Linked DNA regions of Zea mays: region 2 is linked to region 1. The links are chromatin contacts, called in public Hi-C maps. All regions are on one chromosome and are shown on one strand. The core of a region is the stretch at or near the end of the contact, and the rest is flanking DNA. Distances in the headings are between cores, read along the strand shown. Region 1 holds the start of LOC100191782. Region 2 holds the start of LOC100276622.

Region 1 (3,220 bases), core at 36-2,535:
CTAGGCAACAGAAGCAAAGATCTTTTTTTTTCCGGCCCAATTCTTGGAGAACCCAACGGAAATAGCTTTGCCAGAACGGTAGAGCTAGCACAGCCAGCCAGCCAGCCTTTTCTTCGCTTCACATTGCCATGCCATTGCCAGCCATCTGTTTCTTTCAGGAAAGATGCCACTTGAAGAGATTCTCCTCGTTCTCCGGTCAAGTCTACCAGCACACGTTAGAAGGGTGCCGTGATTTTCAGGACCTTTGTCACCTGTGAAAATCACTCCGTGAAAGCAAGGCGGCAAACATCGGCGTCGAAACACGCCCACTGGTAGTACATACAAAGTTTTTAAAGCAGCGCTTAATGCTTCTTTTTCTTCTGACAAGCAAGGAGTTTCTGGTATTTAGGATCTGAAAACATCGAGCTTTGCACTTCAACGAAAAGTAATTGTCAAACTATATGCATGGTCCGGCCGCTTATAGAAATTTTATATATCATCACATCAGTATTTCGTAGATCGTTTATTATTATTGCAACAGTTATTTTTTACAGCAATTCATAATATGGTTCAAGAGAAGGGAGGAATTCAAGCAGGTACTTCTTCATTTCAAGACATGAAGTAAAAACGAACCAAGCAGATGTCTAGCTCGTTGGCGACACTTACTGCAGCTTTGTTCTGTTTCCCTTTGCTTGCAATAAAACAATGACCGCCCAATCCCTTCCCAGCAAATCATGCGCGGGCGGTACCAAACGGCTGATGGCAACAGGTGGACGAAACGAAAACCCCGGACTGAAAGCCATGGCTGCTCGTCAACGGCGACCAATCACCCCCATCCATCACCCTCCGCACAAAAGAAAAAAATATTAGTGCCACCACAACTCGACCACTTCTTCCAAGCACCCCCAACCCCCAACTAATCAAAACTTCACAAACATTAAAAAAAAGTACCATTATCCTTGTTTTTTAGTTGGGCACACGGCTACACTCGGAGTCTCAGATTATAAAATGGCTCTAAGGAGTCACTGACACATCTAACTATTTGATTTTCGAAGCAGCAGCTAATGGCACATTTTTCATCTACCATTTCACTGTAGAGAGACGCTAACCACCAATGTGCAGTGATATTCGGGCAGTAAAAAGCGGGGGAGGGAAGCCAAGAGCAACTCCAAGTGTGCGTGCGTGCGTGTGTGTGATGCGCGCACGCACATAAATACATGCGGCCTATAGCAACACGGGTATCCTAGTGGGAGTAGCGGTGGTATATAAATACTGCAAAAGTCGGCCACAAGCTCCAAGCCACGGCCCAATCGCCGGCCGACACTCACAAGAACCTGCCTCCCTCTGGATCGCTATCTCTTTTCTAGTGCCCAGGGAAAGCTAGCTAGCTCACAGTCACAGCTGAGCTGAGGGAAGAAAGCAAGGAGAGGGAGCCAGGGAGGAAGGGGAAAAACACGCGGAGAGGGTGAGCAAGAAAGAACCGAGGCGGATCGCCTTCTGTTCCTCCTGCCGGCTCCGCGAGAGGAGGCACTGCTCAGGTGAAATTTCGCTTTGTTTTGGTTGGGTGGGGTCTCGAGTTCCCTGTGGCGTTTGGTGGTGTGATTTGGAGCGGGATTGGAAGGGAAGGTGGTTAGGCTCTCTGCTAGTTTAGGTGAGGCGGTTTGGTTGTGGCGGTCAAATTGTTTTCAGGGATGAGCGATTTTGGGGTCACATGGTTCACGATTCCGGCTGTGTTCCGTGTTCAGGTTCAGTTCAGAGGTGTTCTTGAGTCCAGTCTAATTCTTTCGTAAAAGTCGATCCCTTTTTCAGGCAGGTGCTGCAACTGATTCCAGTTTTCACGCACAAAGATTCCACCTTTCTCCAATCCTATGTTCATCGTATTTGATCTGCAGCGACGATAGGAGTTCCTGTTCAGAGCAAGAGACAGAGAAATCGTTTAATAATAATCGTTACAGTGCTCTCGGAATCTTTATCGTGTTCGGACTGAGATGCCCAGAAAGGCAAAAAGAAATCTAACCTTTCTTTCAGTCCCGTGATTCCTACAGGGGGGAAGAAAGAGGTGGAACAACGCCCCGGGGCAGAGCAGAGATGATGCGGGAGACGTACATGGACGTGCTGCCGCCGGTGGACCACATAGCCGCACGGAGCAACTGGTTCCCGGCGGCGGCGCGTCTGTGGACGGCGGCGGAGAACAAGCAGTTCGAGCGGGCGCTCGCCGGGCTCGACCTCTGCCGCCCGGACTGGGAGGAGGTGGCGCGGGCCATCCCCGGCCGGACGGTGCGCGAGGTCGTCAGCCACTTCAAGCACCTCGAGGTCGACGTCCAGCAGATCGAGAGCGGGCAGGTTCCCTTGCCGGCCTACGGCGGCGGGGCCAGCTCGTTCACCCTGCAGTGGGACGGCTACGGCCCCGGTCCGGGGGACTTCAGGCACGGGTACCGCTTCGCCGGAGGCTGCGGGAGGCGGCACCACGGCCGCACGCCGGAGCAGGAGCGGAAGAAGGGCGTGCCATGGACGGAGGAGGAGCACAGGTGAGTGAGTATATACGCCATACGATACGACTTCCGCGTTCCGTTCTGTTCTGAGAAAGCGATTGCTCTGCGTCATGCGGATGACTGGCGAGAGCTTCCATCTCGGCGGATAGTTGAATCTCACCATCATTCCATCCATAGGGCTTACATCACCTGAGTAGATTTGCAACTTGCAGTTAATCAACTATCAACATTTAATTGCATTTAATCCGGGGGAATTTTCGATTTTCTTTATTGAGTAGAGATCTGGCTCTCTTAAACAGTCAGTTACTGAACAGGATCATCATGTTTCTGTTCTTCGGCCAGGTTGTTCCTCCTAGGCCTGAAGAAATACGGCAAGGGGGACTGGAGGAACATATCGCGCAACTTTGTCCAGACCAGAACGCCTACTCAGGTGGCCAGCCACGCGCAGAAGTACTTCATCAGGCTCAACTCCGGCGGCAAGGACAAGAGGAGGTCCAGCATCCACGACATCACCACGGTCAACCTGACGGACGACCAGCCGCCCTCGCCGTCCCAGTCCTCCCTGATCACCAGCCAGTCGAACGCACCAGCTCCATCTCCAGCTCCGGCTCCAGCCGCGGGGATATGCCAGGTCCCATTGGCGGCCGACGTCAAGCGACACGGTGCCGGAACTCTGCCCTTCAGCTCACCGAACCGGACCTCTGCGGTACCGGCCTACAGGATGGAGTTTCATGACCAACAAGGCCTGC
Region 2 (3,264 bases), core at 571-3,070, 190 kb before region 1:
TTTCATTGGCTCTACTAATTTTGGGCACTGGGAGAGAATTTGGCACTCTTGGGCCCCTCCCAAATGCAATTTTTTTCTATGGCTGGCTGCTTTTAAGAGATGTTGGACAGCGGATCGACTCCAAAAGAGAGGTCTTACCCATCCAGAAAGTTGTCCACTGTGTGATCAAGAGCACGAGGACATTGATCATTTGCTGGTTGGACGTGTCTTTGCTAGGCATTTCTGGTTTCGTTTGCTCGGTCAGGTTAATTTGTAGGGATTCAACCCCCAACCAGGTGAATCTAGCAGTATGCACTGGTGGGAGAGATTAAGTGACCAGCTGCAAGGTGTAGCCAAAGAGGGTCTTAATTCTCTAATTATTTTGGGGTTTTGGATCCTATGGAATCATCGGAACCGCTGTGTCACTGTGTGTTTGATAAAATCCCTCCAAATTTGGAGGCTGCCATTAAACAGGTGGAGGAGGAAGGGAAGCTGTGGAAGTTAGCTGGAGCAAAAAATCTAGCTCTTCTAACAATGAGGGTTCCTTGTTAGAGTGTTTATGGATTCCTTTGTGTATTTTCGTTTTTGGCCACCGTAAGGTGTGCTCGTCTTTGTACTGGTCCGTTTGGACCTTCTTTTTCTCTTCTTAATATAATGATGTGCAGTTCTCTTGCTCGTTCAAGAGAAAAAAAATGTAACAATTTTACACTAAAACCATCCAACTATCTTGGCCTGTCATCACCAGAGTTCAAGCTTGGAGGGTGCTTGATCATGATCTAAATGTATGAACTACATAGTAGAACCAGAATATTCACTTGTTTATTTTATACTAGTAATGAAAATTTGTGCAAAGGGGGTAACATTCAATGACTAGCCGAACTCCATGGAATTGATGTGGTACCATTGAGAAGGGACAATTTACCAGGCACATACCTTGATATTTTCCCGCTCATTGATCAGAGACTGGACATCGAGTGCCATTGCTCTCATTACACGGCCATTATCCTCCTCTAAAGAATCAAGTTTATCATCCACAGCTTTCGATTTACTATCCCAAAGAGATTCTGCAAACACAGTTCAAAATATATCAGCATACAACAGAAAAAAAATACAAGAAACTCCATTAACATCATTGGACAAGTAAATTGCCTTTTAAAGGGCCGTTTGGAATGTAGGAATTTCACTGGAATTAGTTTAAATTTCATAGAAGAACACAGGATATGGGGAAAATTCCAGCGTTCCAAACGGTGTCTAAGAATATAGTACAATCTTTTAATAAACATAATTCAATAAAAAGCATTAACCTCAAAGACTAAAGATAAATTATTAAACAATCGCAATTGCAATACTATCAATCGCGAATTACAAAATTATAACACGGGCAACTTTGATAGAAATAGGATTAGCCCTAACAGGAGATGACGACTAATAATCTCGAAACATACCAAGCCGCGCCAGCTGCTGCTTAAGCTGCTCGACCTCCAACCGCAGCTCCTCGCGGAAACCGCCGTCATCATCCCCGGCACTGGAGACAGAAGCGATCGGAGCGGCGCACTCCCGGACGTGGTCACGCGGGAGGGCGAAGATGACTGCGAGGAGCGCGGCTGCGACGGCCAAAGCGGCACAGGAACGGCGGACGCGTCTGGAGCTAGTACCGTGACGCCCGGACGCCAGGCTGAGGCCGAGGGAGACGAGGCGTAGCGGGAGGAGGAAGGCGACGATGATGGCGAGGAGCGCCGCGTCGGCAGTCATTGTCGTCCGTGGCACGGGGAAAGAGTCCCTGCTACAACTGCAATGGGTTTTGTGCGCGGTGGCCCAGTTGACCAAGCACACGCTCGGAATGTTTGAGGTATTCCCGTATCCACATAAGTTAAAGACTCAGATTTAGTGATTGTTTAGTTCGTGGTAATTATGTCATATTTTTTCTAAAGATTTATTGAGTTTGTTTGTTTTCATTTTAATCCATATAAATTGAAGTATTCATTTTAATCTATATAGATTAAAGTAGATTGAATCGATTTAAATCTCTACCAAGTCAAAATCCCTCCCAATTCATGCTATTTCCCTCCAATCCATGTTAAGGATTTGTGATTTCTTCGATTAGGGTGAGAATGAGGGGTTAGAGAAGATTAAATCTTTTTAGTCAAAATTGAGTAGAAGGGGCCTTCAATCCCCTTCGACCCCTTGCAATCGAATAGGTCTTTAGGTTTTATTTGGTCATGTCTAGATCGAAGGGAATTAAGGGAGATTAAATCCCCTTCTATTTAATTTTGATTATTACGAGAATTTAATCCCCTTCAATCTTCTTTGATCAAGATGCAATCGAATAAGACTTTAGGGAGTGTTTGGTTTCGACCTCTTAAACTTTAGTCACTTTAAGTTCCTAAATTACCAAACAGTGTGACTAAAGGAGGTCTTTCAAATAGAATTTCTAGGGACTAAAATTTAGAAGGGTGACTAAAAAACCAAACATCCCCTTAGTCGCTAACTATGTGTTTGGTTTGAAGTTAAAGTAGGATGAGGCAGGGTGACATGGCTACTTCAATTTTTTGGATCACACCGCCACCAAAAATTGCTCCGATGTTCACCTCACCCTCGCGTGACTCTCATCCAAACATTATAGAAAATATGGTCGCTCCTTCCATCACTCCTTGTACGTCCAACCAAACACATAATAAATTGCCAAACACAAGGACTAAAATAGAGAAAACATATGGTTTAGTCCATTTTAGTTCATGTGTTTGGTAATTTAGTGACTAAAATGAAGGGACTAAAGTTTAGTCTTGGTCCTACTTTTTCAGCTTCTGATTGATTTTGGCCATTAGAATCAACATTTGGCACCTAAACGTTTCGTTTCCATAGGGGTGTTTGGTTTCTAGGGACTAATTTTTATTTCATTTTAGTCCCTAAATTGCCAAACACAGACTAAATAAAGATAATCTATTTTTAGTCTTTGTGTTTAGTAATCTAGGGACTAAAAGAGACTAATTGTGAGGAAATAAAAATTAGTCCTAAGAAACCAAACACCCCCTTAGTCCAGTTACGTGAGAATCGATTATACAAAAATAGTCTAAATCAACGTAAATGCAGAATCCTATGTGTCATCGTCGTGGGGAAATCCACCATTTATTAGACCCTAAAGTGTGCAAGTTCGTTCATCTATATCTATATGCAAGCCTCATAATATCTAGATTCTCGTGATATTTAAGGGCCTTATTTGGTAGAGCTTTCACTTATTATGATTTCCTGTTAGAAGTGATTATATGAGACAAGTGATTTTGTGGT

Evidence for each region. A called contact is a pair of places that touch in the nucleus more often than the background predicts.
Region 2: a contact with region 1 is called in a Hi-C map of leaf mesophyll, with 2.0 times the contacts expected there. The contact joins the promoter of LOC100276622 here to the promoter of LOC100191782 in region 1. A contact is called at or near these places in 5 of 25 Hi-C or Micro-C datasets (bundle sheath, ear, endosperm and 2 more).

What each region holds. Positions count from the first base shown.
Region 1 is chr8:14,203,864-14,207,083 of Zm-B73-REFERENCE-NAM-5.0, reverse strand. It overlaps LOC100191782, which reads left to right and starts at 1,285. Exons shown (of 2, transcript NM_001137207.1): 1 at 1,285-2,507; 2 at 2,814-3,220. The coding sequence starts at 2,068.
Region 2 is chr8:14,393,963-14,397,226 of Zm-B73-REFERENCE-NAM-5.0, reverse strand. LOC100276622 reads right to left here and starts at 1,820. Exons shown (of 6, transcript NM_001165437.2): 1 at 1,425-1,820; 2 at 913-1,043. The coding sequence starts at 1,731.